Linked DNA regions of Arachis hypogaea: region 2 is linked to region 1. Evidence: chromatin contacts called from public Hi-C data. All regions are on one chromosome and are shown on one strand. Each heading gives the region's core, a stretch centred on a gene start, on an enhancer-like site or on the middle of the called end of the contact. The rest is flanking DNA. Distances are from core to core; before and after follow the strand shown.

Region 1 (4,458 bases), core at 687-3,186:
ATTCATCATTCTTGGTTCATTCAACAAGCACCCCAATTCATGTCACAATTCTTACTAAAATCACTAACCATTAAGTACATTCATACGTTCCAACCTAACATATGGTCATCTAGTCTAAATTTTCACAGAACATTACATATTAAATATGTGAAACCTAAACCATACCTTGGCCGATTTTCACGTATTAACCAAGGCAACTCACTTAGGCAAAAAGGGCAAGGCTTTAATCACCAAAATTTAACTCTAACACCCACCAAGCTCTCAAATCAAGCTTCCAATGATTCCAAGGTCTCCATATCATGCATTCATACACCTAACACATATATATACATACATATACCCAAAAACTCAATATCCAACATAATCAAAACAAGAAATAGCTAGGATTTATAGTCCTTACCATGTCCATGGACTAAATGAACTAAATCCGACAAGCTCCATAAGCTAATTTGAACCTAGAGAACCAAAATTGACAAAATCTCAACATAGAGGCTCAAAATTTTCGAAAATTAAAGGGGTAGAGAAACTGAGGTGAGATTAAAGCTTAACTATAAATTGATCCGATAGAATCGTAGAGCTTGACGCGCTGGACGTGTGGCCGCAAACGGTGCGGCAATCGGAGCTCGCAGCTGAGAGTTATGGTGGTTAGAAATTGGAACAAGGGTTTAGAACCCTTTTCTTCCCCTCCTTGTGTTTCAGTGTGCTTTTTGCTAAATTGGGGAGGAAGATGAGCTTTAGCTCATTTAAGTGATGGGTCCAGTTTAGCCCACGGATCCGGTTTGGATCTGGTTCAATCGGTTTTATCTATTCGGTCCAATCTTGGGCCAAATTCTTCGAAATTAGTGTCAAAATTCTCGTTTTAAAGAGCTTTATCCTATTTCAATATAATATTTTCATTTTTAATTTTCCTTATTAAAATTTAATTTATTGACCAATTATTTACTAATTTAGTGGGGTTTATATCCTACACACCTAATTAAGAATTTTGCCCTCAAAATTCAGATTCAATTACCTGAAAAGAGGTGTAGGTAGTCCTTCTGCATATCTGACTCGAGCTCCCAAGTCTGCTCTTCAATACCAGCCCAACTCCAAGCTACTTTCACTAATGATACTTTCTTTCCGCGCAAACGCTTAATGCTGGTATCATCAATCCTAACTGGAGTTACTGGAAGCGTCAGATCTTCCCTTACTTGAATTGATTCTGGTTTTAGGACATGACTTGCGTCAGGAGTATACTTCCGAAGCTGCGACACGTGAAATACGTCATGCAGGTTTGAAAGATGCGGCGGTAAAGCGATCATATAAGCCACTGGTCCAATTCTCTTCAGGATCTTAAACGGTCCAATGTAACGGGGATTCAGTTTCTTTGTCCTAATAGCTCTTCCCACTCTGGTGGTTGGAGTAACCTTCAGAAACACATGCTCTCCTTCCTCAAAATCCAAAGGATTCCGCCTCTGATCAGCATAACTCTTTTTATGGCTTTGAGCTATAAGCATTCGGTTACGGATCTTCTTTATCTGTTCTGTGGTCTCAGCTATCATCTCAGGCCCTAACAAGCTCCTTTCTCCAGCTTCATACCAACATAGCGGAGATTGACATTTCCTACCTTACAAAGCCTCATACGAAGCCATTCCGATAGTCGCATGGTAGCTGTTGTTATAAGCAAACTCCACTAGGGGCATATACCGATCCCAGTTCGCCGGCTGGTCCAAAACACAAGCTCTCAACATATCCTCCAAAGTCTGGATTGTTTTTTTTGACTGACCATCCGTCTGAGGGTGATATGCAGTGCTTAGGCTCAATTGAGTGCCAAATGCTCATTGAAAGGCTTCCCAGAACCTTGATGTGAATCGAGGATCCCTGTCGGATATAATGGTGGAAGGTACACCGTGTAATCTCACAATTTTCTTAATGTATAGTCGCGCTGACTCCTCCATCGTGCAACTTATCCGAATGGAGAGAAAGTGAGCCGATTTGATTAGTCAGTCCACAACCACCCAAATGGCGTCATAACCCATCCGAGTCTTAACTAAGCCCGGTACGAAATCCATTGCAATACTCTCCCACTTCCATTGTGGAATCTCCAAAGGCTGAAGGGTTCCTGATGGTCTCTGGTGCTCAATCTTAACTTTCTGGCAAGTTAAACACTTGGAAATGTGCAACGCCACATCATTTTTCATTCCAGGCCACCAGAACATCGTCTTTAGATATTGATACATCTTGGTGCTTCCCGGATGGATTGAGAATCCGGTCTTATGAGCTTCCTTCAGGATGCTTTGTCGTAAATCTTCGACATCTGGCACAATAATCTGGTCCTTGAACCTCCAAAAACCATCCTTGTATTTTGACACTCTCCACTGTTTGCCTTGCTCAATCTCCAGCAAAATCTTATACAATTCTTTGTCATTCTGATGAGCCTTTAGGAGTTCAGCTTTGAAATCACTTGAAATAGGTAGTTGACTTAAGCACAGAGTCACAAACTCTTCTCTAACTCCCAGTTTCAAACCTTGGAAAGCTCTTAATAACTCTTCCTCTCGCAACATCATCCAAGCAGCACAAAGAGACTTCTGGCTCAAGGCGTCTACTATAACATTCTCCTTTCCAGGGTGGTAGTTTAACTCAAAGTCATAGTCTTTCAGAAGCCCCATCCATCTTCTTTGACACATATTCAACTCTTTCTGCTCAAAGAGGTATTTCAAACTCTTGTGGTCTGAGTAAACTTAGAACTTAATGCCATAGAGATAATGCCTCCAGATCTTCAGAGCAAACACAACAGCAGCAAGTTCTAAGTCGTGAGTTGGGTAGTTCATCTCATGTAGCCTTAACTACCGTGAGGCATATGTCATAACTTTATGGTGCTGCATCAGCATGCACCCCAGACCCTTCAGTGATGCATCGCAGTACACTTCAAACGATTCACTCGGCTAAAGCAAAACTAGCACAGGTGCAGTGGTCAACCTCTGTTTCAATGCCAGAAAACTTTCTTCACACTCAGGAGTCCAAACGAAAGGCATATCTTTCCTAGTCAGCTTGGTTAAAGGTAAGGCGAGCTGTGAAAATCCCTTAATGAATCTCCGATAATAACCTGCCAAACCTAGGAAACTCCTGATCTCCGTCACTAAAGTTGGTCGCTCCCAATTCATCACTGCTTCAACCTTAGCAGGATCTACTGCTATTCCCTGCTTGCTCACCACGTGGCCAAGAAACTTCACCTCTCTCTTTCAAAATTCACACTTAGATAGCTTAGCATACAGTTTCCTATCTTTCAAGATTCGCAGCACAGTCCGTAAGTGATCCGCATGATCATCTTCTGTCTTGGAGTAAATAAGAATGTCATCGATGAATACGACAACAAACTTATCTATATACGGATGGAAAATTCTATTCATGTAATCCATGAATATTGCCGGAGCATTAGTCAACCCGAAAGACATCACTGTGTACTCATAATAACCATAACGCGTCCTAAAAGCAGTTTTGGGAATATCCTCATCTCTAACCCTTATCTGGTGGTATTCTGATCGCAAATCAATCTTAGAAAACACACCGGCTCCTTGTAACTGGTCCATTAGGTCGTCAATTCTTGGTAACCCGATATTTATTCTTCACAGTAATCTTATTTAGCTGCCGATAATCAACACACAAGCGTATACTTCCATTTTTCTTCTTTACCAGTAGCACTGGCGCTCCTCACGAAGAAACAAGCGGCCGAATAAAGTGTTTACCCAATAAATCTTCTAGCTGAGCCTTCAGCTCGGCCATTTCTAGAGGTGACATCCTATAAGGAGCACTCGAGATTAGACCGGCTCCAGGCACCAACTCAATAGCGAATTCAACCTCTCGGTTAGGTGGAAATTCGTCAATATCGTCTGAAAATACCTCTGAGAACTCACACACAACCGGAATTTGCTCCAAGGTTTGGTCATCACCCAAAACACCCGCAGTTAATAGCATAATGCCCCAACATTCAGTCCTAGAATAATTTATCATCATAGAGTTCAAATAATAGTGATTCACCACGACAGGCGCTTCTGACCCTTCCGGCATAAAGCATACCATTTTCTCAGAACAATCAAGCAAGACATGGTTCTTGGACAACCAATCTAGTCCCAAGATGAGATCAAGACCAGTCATCAGTAGACAAATCAGGTCATGCACAAATTCACGTTGTTGTACTCAAAACGGAACTTGTAGACATCTTAACCTAGTCACCATAGCTTCATGGGTAGCATTATACACCTTTAAATCATACCCCCAGGACTACTATTTTCAACCCTAACTCATTAGCCTTCTCAAATGGAATAAATGAATGTGTTGTCCAAGAATCAAATAAGGCATTTAAAACTTTACCGGCCATCTCACAGTTACCTCTAATCAGTGTCTCTGATCCCTCAGCACCTACTGCAGAAGTGGTATGCACTCCCCGGGCTACTGCACTCTACCAGTCTCATACTTCTT
Region 2 (4,458 bases), core at 575-3,074, 140 kb after region 1:
TTATTTTTAAAAATAAAAAATATATTTTAAATTAGTAAATTAATCATTTCATTTTAAAAGTTTATATACAACATAGGTACATATAATAGAACAAAAAATAAAAAATAAGTACTAAAGATGAATAAATTGAAAATAAAATAAAATATATAAATAAAGTCATGAAGAGAATAAAATGTTAGTTTAATACCTAAACTATAATTGTTTGAATTAAAATTTGCAACTAAAAATATCAAAAAGAGAAATAATGAAATTGGAAGACACGTAGAGTCATCAATTTATATAAATTAAAAAAACATGGAGAATTCGAAATTTATCTTTTGAGGAAGAGAAGATAACCACTAGATAAAAAATAGAAAAAGAAGGTTAAAAATATAAAAATAAGAAGAGGCCAGGGTTTAAGAGAATAAAAGAGTGGTGACACAAAAATTAAATTTGATTAAATTAAATAATAGTCAAAATGATAGAAAAATAAAAAAATAAATTTAGAACTTTGGCAAATTAAATTTAATTTATTTGTAGTAGTAATGAAGATATATTATATATAATTATTTTTTAAAAAAAAGGTTAAAAAATACAGTAGGACAAGTGCCCCTCATTATTGTTGTTATTGAATTCGTCCCTAATTATATCATTTGAGTTATAATTTGTTGATCTCTAAAAATAATATTTTTGTGTATTTATATCTATTGTTTTATATATTTATAGATTCATTATACTTGTCGATAACACTTTATACAAATTATTAACATTTCTCTAATATATAATACACATTAAAAATATATAAAATCATATAAATAAATATACACAACTATTGTTTTTGGGAGTGCATATAATATTTTTGAGAAATAGGTAACTACAAAAATGTATTTGTATGATTATATATAACATTTCAGTAGCTACTCATATAAAAGTGGCTAGAATAGCTTTCATATGAAGATAATATAAATGTCGTTGTTGAACAGTCAAATAAATTTGATTAAATTATTTGACATAACAAATTTTACATCTCATCTATTTTCTTTATCTAAAATTCGTTCTAATTTTCAGGAAAATAATTACCAAACATCTCTCCTAATTTAACTGTTTAGGCTTTAAAAGTAAAGTTATATTATATTAAAGTATTAAACTATATTAATAAGAATAGAATTCAAATTCAATCCAATAATAAACCCCACATAAGTTAGCATAATATCACAAGTAAAATTACTACAACAAATAAATATGAAAAGAGCAATGTGAGAAATTCTTTTCCGGTTAGCATCAACAGACTATTTTAAAGTTATTTTTTATTTATTTTAAAATTTATATTTTAAATCATAAATTATTAATTTATAATATTAAATTGTAAATTAAACTATTAATATTAACTAATTAAAATTGATTCTCCATATTTTTATAAAAAACCAAAAGTTTTAATTTATCTTTTAATTAGTTCTTTAATTTTTAAAATATTTAAAATTATTTTTTTTTGTTTTCTAAAAATATAACATATATATTTATAAAATTTTATTCTTTCAAATATTAAAAACTTATAAATAAGAATTAGAATTTTAAATTATTACTCAATAAATATTACCAAAAAGATCAATTATATTTTGAGTAAGTAATCTAATAGTATTATTATGGGAGTGAATTTTCTTAATTTTTTTAATTATTTAATAAAATATAATATTTTAATATTTAATAATTTTTTGCATATTTTTTATTGGTTTCAAATATAAAGTAAAAAAGTTATACATACCTCACAAAATAACTGAGAAAAAAAACGAGAGAATCCATTTTCGTAATATTACTATATATACAACACATGATTAATCAGTTAATCTGCTACATTGTTATCTGGTATTATCTGCTGCAGCTACCCACCCACAGAATCCCGTTACGCGCTACATTACCATCCCAGTTCCCAGGCCACTAATGGCGCCCTTCGCACCTCATCGTTAACGTGTCCTCTCCCCATTGGCACCCCATATGACGTGTCGCCTCACCGAGACATATGCACTCTACCACCCCCAGCTCACTTTAGCATACCGACTTGGTATATATAATTCTTTTCCATTTCCCACCCAATTCAATATCCCAAAAACTTCGCATAAAAAAACACACTGCCTTCGTCACGCACTAGCCAAAACCAGCTTTTCAGGACTTAGTCTCACACAAACACAAACTCTAACACACTCTTTCCATATCTCTTTTCCCATACTCTCTCCACCGCCTCGGAAGTCCAAAACTTCTGCACTGCAATACCCATTGGTGGATTTTTTGTTTTTGGCTAATATTCTTTATTAATTATTTATTTATAGTACTACATAAACTTCCACTCTAAGCATTCCCTCTTGGGTTCTACGAGAGGTCATCAATTGCCTCATAACTGAAACCTCGTCATCAATTAAGTCTCTGTTATCACGCAGCGTTGAACCATAAATTTGCAGGTGCTTCATTTTAAAGTGAAATTTCTATAAGATTAGTATTTATAATGATATATGTTGCAGCTTAACAACGTTTACGTATGTTATGTGCATGTTATAGTTTGAGGGAACAAGAAGACGACGACGACCACCACGAACAACACGACGACGATTTCAGAGGACAGTGGTTTGCACGGGACAAGTCCGTGCATCATCTTCAAAAGCAGCGATATTTACAACTGTGATTGTCGTAGGTGCGTAAGGATCTTCGTGTGGGTGGGTGGTTAAAATAGAAAAGAAAGGAGAAAAAAGTGAGTTCACGGTTTGTGAGTGAATAATAAAGAAACAAACAAGAAAAGGAGAAAAAGAAAAAGAAAAAAGGCAAAAAAAATGCCTCATAGAGCAACTTACATTTTCCCTAGGCAATTTCCAGAGAGAGGGTTGGATGAATCTGCGAGGCAGAGATTGGATCACGAGAAGAAGAGACTCGTCAACTCTGTCAAATCACCTGATAATGATAATAATTTTGGCACTGAAAACGACGTCGCGTCTTCAACGACTACTACTACTGCTACTGACACACCTGTTACTACTGCTCCTCACTCCAAAGACGTCGTCGTTTTTCCCTCGGGGAAACACTCGGCTGTTTCTGACCTCTTCGCCGGCGCCGGCGTTGCCGGAGTAGGCAGGTTCAGGGCAAAGAGCAAGCAAATCGCCGCCTTCTGTAACTGGATCAACGATAAGAAGCGTGATTCTGGTAACCGATTGGATTGTCGCCGCCATGCTTTGGCGGCAGCGGAGGAGGAGGAGGATGATGACGATCACGAAATGTTGGTTCCTCCCACGGCGGCGGCGGGGACGGTCAAAGATTCCAGCGGCGGCGGAGGCGTTGACCAGAGCTTCGATCGGCAGGTGTCGCTGCCGCGGTTGTCGAGTGGAAGCAGCTACGCCGGGAGCTTGTTCTCCGGAACGACGACGTTCGACGGCACCGCCACATTTTCCAGCGACATTAACACCATTAACATCAAAGACGACTCCTCGTCCCCCAACGCAACAAGGAAGCACCACCACGACGAAGAAGAGGAGCAAGATCGCAACAACAATAACATCGATAACAGTTATGCTAGAAAGTACAAAGAAAGCTACTACCTCCAAGTCACATTAGCGAAGAGGCTCGCTTGCTTAGCAAGCCTCAGCACGGAACCCTTTCTCATCACCGCAACCGAGACTTGGGATGCTGAATCCGTTTCTTATCGCTTATGGGTAAACGACACTATTTTACCATCAACATATTTTTTTCCTTTTGGCTTCGCTGAATGTTTGAGTGCGTTTTGTGTGTTGTTCAGGTGAATGGGTGCTTGTCGTACACGGATAAGATATCGGATGGTTTTTACAACATACTGGGTATGAATCCATACCTGTGGGTGATGTGCAACGAGAACGAAGAAGGGAAGAAGCTGCCTACGCTGATGGCGCTGAAAGCAGTTGAGCCGAGCGAATCGTCGATGGAGGTTGTCGTTATTGATAGGCACGAGGACTGTCGGCTTAAGCAGCTTATGGATAAAGCGGAGGAGCTGTATTGTGAATCGGAGAACTCGTTGGCGCTGGTTGAGCAACTTGGGAAGCTAGTTGCCATATGCATGGGGTAAGGACTCGAGAGAGAAACTAAATTAATCGCATTCTTGAATATCCGTTTCTCTATTTCATTTATATATGTTTGTTTTTTGCATATGAAGGGGCACCTTTCCGGTTGAGCAAGGGGATCTGCACAACCGGTGGAAGATGGTAAGCAAGAGGTTGATAAGTTTTTACCAATGCGTTGTGCTTCCCATTGGAAGCTTGTCTGCTGGTCTGTGTAGGCATCGCGCCATTCTCTTTAAGGTGAAATTCGTTCAGTGAATTATTTATTTATTTATTTGTTACATATGAGTATGTAGTATGGATCATTCTATGATTATGTTACGGTGATTAAAAAGTGCTTTAAAAATTAAAGTAACTTTTGTTGTTAAACGCTGCTTTTTAAAAAAGTTTTGCTTAAAAAAAAATTGTT

What was found. Hi-C and Micro-C count contacts between places; a contact is called where the count stands out from the background.
Region 2: a Hi-C map of leaf shows a contact between it and region 1, with 5 times the contacts expected there. The contact joins the promoter of LOC112762406 here to the promoter of LOC112763180 in region 1. A contact is called at or near these places in 2 of 8 Hi-C or Micro-C datasets (both in leaf).

Annotation. Positions count from the first base shown.
Region 1 is chr17:39,235,968-39,240,425 of arahy.Tifrunner.gnm2.J5K5, forward strand. LOC112763180 reads right to left here and starts at 1,937. Exons shown (of 3, transcript XM_025808916.1): 1 at 1,840-1,937; 2 at 1,407-1,602; 3 at 1,005-1,331. The coding sequence starts at 1,937. The coding sequence ends at 1,005.
Region 2 is chr17:39,379,947-39,384,404 of arahy.Tifrunner.gnm2.J5K5, forward strand. LOC112762406 (serine/threonine-protein kinase CTR1) reads left to right here and starts at 1,825. Exons shown (of 16, transcript XR_003182672.2): 1 at 1,825-2,432; 2 at 2,530-3,671; 3 at 3,755-4,053; 4 at 4,145-4,289.